2 separate regions of the Callithrix jacchus genome follow, and region 1 is linked to region 2. A link is a contact called in public Hi-C data. All regions are on one chromosome and are shown on one strand. The core of a region is the stretch at or near the end of the contact, and the rest is flanking DNA. Distances in the headings are between cores, read along the strand shown. Region 1 overlaps NOCT (nocturnin). Region 2 holds the start of NDUFC1 (NADH:ubiquinone oxidoreductase subunit C1).

The links. A called contact is a pair of places that touch in the nucleus more often than the background predicts.
Region 1: a contact with region 2 is called in a Hi-C map of skeletal muscle, with 5 times the contacts expected there. The contact joins the enhancer-like site here to the promoter of NDUFC1 in region 2. A contact is called at or near these places in 2 of 3 Hi-C or Micro-C datasets (both in skeletal muscle).

What each region holds. Positions count from the first base shown.
Region 1 is chr3:57,974,353-57,977,052 of calJac240_pri, forward strand. The region is part of intron 1 of NOCT (nocturnin); the gene reads right to left. Among named protein-coding and RNA genes, the nearest start is that of NOCT, 11 kb to the right of the region's middle. Within about 2 kb of position 1,314, at least 2 of the 16 cell types and tissues checked have an H3K27ac peak or open chromatin away from gene starts, as enhancers often do. A contact at or near this core is called in skeletal muscle, where this site is marked.
Region 2 is chr3:57,693,514-57,696,415 of calJac240_pri, forward strand. NDUFC1 (NADH:ubiquinone oxidoreductase subunit C1) reads left to right here and starts at 1,647. Exons shown (of 4, transcript XM_002745347.6): 1 at 1,647-1,739; 2 at 2,290-2,393. The coding sequence starts at 1,673.

The DNA.
Region 1 (2,700 bases), core at 64-2,563, 280 kb after region 2:
GAGAGAAAGGAGATCAAAGGATTGAGATTTGGAAAATCTGCAAAAGCCATGTAAAATGAGAAGCAGAACATGAGCTGGGCACCATGGCTTACGCCTGTAATCCCAGCACTTTGGGAGGCTGAGGTGGCAAGATCGCTTATGCCAAGGAGTTTGAGACCAGCCTGGGCAACATGGTGAAAGCCTGTCTCTACAAAAAATACAAAAATTAGCTGGGTGTGATGGCTGCACCTATAGTCCCCGCTACTTGCGGGGCTGAGGAGGATCACTTGAGCCCAGGCATTCAAAACTGCAGTGAGCTATGAACACGCCACTGCACTCCAGCCTGGGTGACACAGCAAGACCTTAACAACAGCACAACAGCAAACAAACCAGGGCTAAGAGGATTAATAACAAAATAAATACTATATGGACTTTGCATATTATTTGTATACTTACAGTACAGTGCCAAGGCTTACTAAGAACCACCTAGGGGCTGGGCACAGTGGCTCAGGCTTGTAATCCCAGCACTTTGGGCGTGGGTGGATCATCAGGTCAGGAGTTTGAGACCAGCTGACCAACATGGTGAAACTCCATCTCAACTAAAAATACAAAAATCAGCTGGGCGTGGTGGCGTGCGCCTGTATGTAGTGCCAGCTACTTGAGAGGCTGAGCCAGGAGAATCACTTTAACTGGGAGGCGGAGGTTGCAATGAGCCAAGATCGTGCCACTGCACTCAAGCCTGGGTGACAAGACAAGACTCTGTCTCAAAAAAAAAAAAAAAAAAAGGAACCACCTAGGGACTGTAATGTAGTAAGCCTATTTATTTATATTTGTAAACTAAAAAAGACTGAAGATTGAGGGGGCACCTATCTCTTCCCCTCATGGAGGCAGAGGTTGCAGGGAGCCAAGATTGCACCACTGCACTCCAGCATGGGCTACAAGTGCAAAAATCCATCTCAAAAAACCCAGAAAAACCCAGAAAAAAACCCAGAAAACTCCCACAAGAGGGCTAATCACAAATATATTTGAATATATGTATGCCCTTAATACTACCAATTACTACACACTTCTAAGGCAATCTAGGCAGATCACAATTCAAGTTCCTGAGAGTTTTCCATACATAAGGAAAACAGTCGGGCTGCAATGAAACATCTGCACATCAATAAGTAGAATGTTGGATGACCACCGCAAGAGTCGAAACCCATATTGACTGGGCCCACCATTCCAGGCTGTCCTAACAGCACTCAGGAATCACACAGGGCGGACTGCTCTCCACAGCTCCAACAGGATTCCTTCTCTAGCCGCCCAGCAATTGCCTGTTCTAGGCTTTGCCCAAATCATTCAGCATCTAATTACTTCTCTCACAATTAGTTTTAGCTTAGTATCTTGAAACGGCGGCCTAGTAAAAATGCTGCTTAAAAACAGATTATCTTGAGTAGGCACCAGGAAACCTTGAAGCACACACAACACACAAAACCGTAAGCCAAAACAGCACAAGACGGTATCGCTGAAACAGCAATCCAATGCTGCCATCTACTGGCCATGTGTGTTGAACCACCTCACAAAACTATGCTAATAGTAGCTGATTTTCATTAGCATCTTAGAATAGGTTCCAGAATAACTGGCCACCTTCAATAGAAGCGAGTGAAAATTCACACAAGATAATCACAAATATAAAGCAGCCTGGATGTTGGATATACAACATACTTAATATGCACTGAAGGAATCAATAAGGATTTATAACCACCAGGCTTAGCTCTATGGATCAACCAATGGCTCTTTTCCTTACACCTGGTCCATTTTTCCTACTTAGGGTATCCTTGGATATTTGAACTACAATCTCGGTTCTTTACTCACGAGACTTTAAGCCTCCTAAGGACAGGGACTGTTTCCCTTATTTATAACTTCCCCCAGGATCCAGCTTGTCCAAGAAATTCTGTGAAACGCTGACAGAGGAACAACTTTCATTGGTGGAGCATTTAATGGTACACCAATCATTTTTACATGCTGTAATCAGTTACCTGCTCAAGAACCCCTTGGCCATTATTTACACCACTTTATAGATAAGAACATTAAGGTTCAGAAGTGTGAGTGTCCTAAGTCACCATTCAACATAACTCTAGGCCAGGCGTATGGTGGCTCATGCCTGTAATCTCAGCACTTTGGGAGGCCAAGGTGGATCACCTGAGGTCAGGAGTTCGAGACCAGTCTGGCCAACATGGCGAAATCCCATCTCTACTAAGAATACAAAAAAATTTAGCTGGGTGTGGTGGCAGATGCCTGAAATCTCAGCTACTCGGGAGGCTGAGGCATGAGAATCACCTGAACACTGGATGCGGAGGTTGCGGTAAGCTGAGATTGTGCCATTGCCCTCCGGCCTGGGCAACAGGAGCAAAATTCCATCTCAAAAAAAAAAGGCCATTATTAACATTAGAGATAATGTACCAGCCTGCTTCCATATATTTTCATTATTCTGTCCCAAATCTGGTGAAGTAGGTATCATATTCACCACTTTCCAGGCATGGATCAGCTAACTCCACAGGTTTCTCTAGATTGCACAACTAGTAAGGGGGCTGGCCCTAGAGAAAGGTACCTGCACTTTGGACTGCTGCTCATCAGCCTCTAGCCATGCTGACACCGCATCAGGGCACCTGCAATGCAGCTGTCCTGCCTGGTCCCAGGCACACACAGCAGCCCATTCTGCACGCCAGGAAGAAACAG
Region 2 (2,902 bases), core at 397-2,896:
TACTTAATCAGGATTCTTTTCAAGATGGAGTTTCATGTACAACTGGGTACTCCAAGTGTACAGTTCCATCAGCTCTAATATGCTCCAAAAAATGTGCTTATACTTCATCACTTTCCCAAAATACACCCTAGTAAAAGGATACAAGGGCCGAAGCTCTGAAAAAGAACAAAGCCAGTCTTTCCCAACAGCAGTACTGAAATTAGTAATTTGCTTACTGGTTCTTATACTCTGACCAAATGTGGCATCTGTTTCAACTTGTTGGATACTGGCAAAAGCTTCGTCAGGACAAGCTTCCAAAGGGTGGTGTAGAAAGGATATTCAACTGACAGGTTGCTGAGTGGACAAGAAGCCAATAAGTTGAGAACCAACAACTGGCTCAGCGTTAGGCAGTTTACTTTACTTGCTTGAGCTTGAATCCAGGAGGCTCAATCGAGGTTACAGACTAAAGTGACTCACAGTTTAGCAATGTTAAAATGAGCCAAAAAACACAGTGCAATTAATTGACTTTTTGGTCAGTAATTTTTGGTTTAAAAAAAGATTTTAAAATAACACTGCTGAAAAGAATATAGGAGATTTGCTAACATTTATTTTGGTTTTAAAGTTAACCTAAATGACATAAGGATTATCTTTAAAGGGTCAAAATATATTGGTCTGTTGCCTGTACATATTTTTACTGGTCTTTAGACATCAGATTGAACTGAATTGAATGCACAAAGATCTGGCTCAGTTGTGCAAGATAAAACCTCTTCCTCAAAACAATGTCTTTAATAGGCAAAACCAAATAAATTGTTTACGACTACCAGACACTTATCTAAGCTTCTCAACAACCCTATAAGGTTTATGTTACAGTTGTAAAATTTAGGTAAAGAGAGGTTAAGTAATTTGCCTAGAAATCGTAGAGCTAAAAAGTGGTAAGCAGAATGGCTTTGAACGCTGATCTACATCTTATGGTCTAGGGTTGCCCAAGTCTGTTAGGTGACTCACGAGGATCACTAGATCTGGGGTCAGAAGACCTCAAACTGTATCTCTCCTCTGCCAGCCGTGTGATCTTGAGCCTCTCCAAGGCACTTTCACTTCTAAAATACGGAAATTCTACTTCACAGGTTTGTGAAGCTTCATTATGATCGTGAGTGTAAATGGTAAGTGTTACGAGATTTTCAACTATAAAATATATGTCATCTTGGGTGAGTAGCTGTCTTCTTTGACCTTCATCTGTAAATTGAGGCTAATAATCATGGCATGATATGCGCTCGTTGTGAAGATGAAATAAGACAATGACTATAAACCATATGATACATTAATGCACCGTGCCTGGACCACAGAATTCAATCCAAACTCTAGTTATTATTCAGCACGACACTTCATTTTCTTTTTCTGGCTCATTAGGAAAATTTTAATAAACCTCTTGATGAGTAGCCTTAGAGATGGGATGAAAAAACCCCAGAGGACAGAGGATAGGTAAACTTTCCTTTTCTTTTAATTACATTCTTCCTAATTCCACTTTTTAGACAGAAGGCTGAGGCCGGGGTGCTGGGGAACCTTGCCGTACTGGGATTCCAGTTGACACCCCGACGAAGCTTGGCTGCAGAGCCCCCGAGTCCCGCACTTCCGCCCGCCAGGCGGCGCTGGTTCTGACGCCGACTCCCGGAGAGACCAAGGCCGGCGACTTAAGATGGCGCTGTCTGCGTTGCTGCGTCCCTTCTCCCGGCTGCTGGCCCCTGCCAAGCTCCCGAGCCGCTGTGAGTGTCCCTCCTCTTGCAGGCCAACTCGACCCTCAGATTAACCCTCCTAAGACGGACCCAGCCCGCGGGTGCAGGACGCGGCAGCGGCCCGGGCTCGTCCTGCAGTGACCTTCGGCTGCCAGCTGCCCAGGCCTACTTCCCATCACCTGCCTCGTGCACTTATCCAAGTGCGACCTGACCACTCTTGGCCTTTGTAAATGGACTTTGGGTCCCTGCCTTTCCCAGCTCTGCACGTTCGGTCCCGTAGACAGGGAGAGGAGACACCCTCCCCGGGGCGCCCCCTAGCGCACTCCGGAGTCGTCTGAGGGTCTGCAAGCCCTTAAACGAGGCTTTGAAGGCGTCGGGCAGGACTGGTGCGACCTGTCTAATTCTGCCAGTGGCCCTAGGCGAGTTACTTGACCTCTCTGAACCTCTATTTCCTTGGCTGTTTAAGTGGGTGATGGGTGAGTTGAACGGAGAGTTAAACGCGATAATACGCCCATAGATATTAGGGTTTTTTCCCTACAAGGCAGTAAATTACAGATTTACAGACACTCTGCCCTTTCAGCTTCAGCGCGGTCGAAGTTCTACGTTCGAGACCCTCCGAATGCCAAACCTGACTGGCTGAAAGTTGGGTTGTCCGTGGGCACCAGCGTCTTCTTGTGGGTCTATGTAAGTACTTTACTACCGGATGTCGTGAGACTATGCCAACATAGTAGGAGAATGAGATAGCATTGCGAGATTGGTGCTGTTACGTTGTATGGCAGTGAAACTCTACTAGCAGGAGGATATTTATATAATCGCTGATAACATAATTATCCGTAAGGAAAATCCCAAGGACTAAAAAGAAATTAAGATTTCGGCAACATTGAAAAAGTGTGATGGGACTGAAATTTCTGTTACTGTTTCTTAACATGATTTTGTAAGGAATAGCAGTTTTACTAAATAGTAATTATACTTTATTAATGAGAATTGAGGCTGATTGGAGTTCTATGAAGGCAACTTTTTCAGATGCTGTACAAAGTTGTACAAACCAGCGGTGTGCAAGTGTACAAATTGAATCCCAGTAGACTTCCAAAACATTAGGTTTTAATCAATGTTTGTTTAAATACTCTGTTGGAAATTGTACTTAGCATGTAGTGACCTTTTTAAAAATTTTTTCACGTCACATGCTTCACACA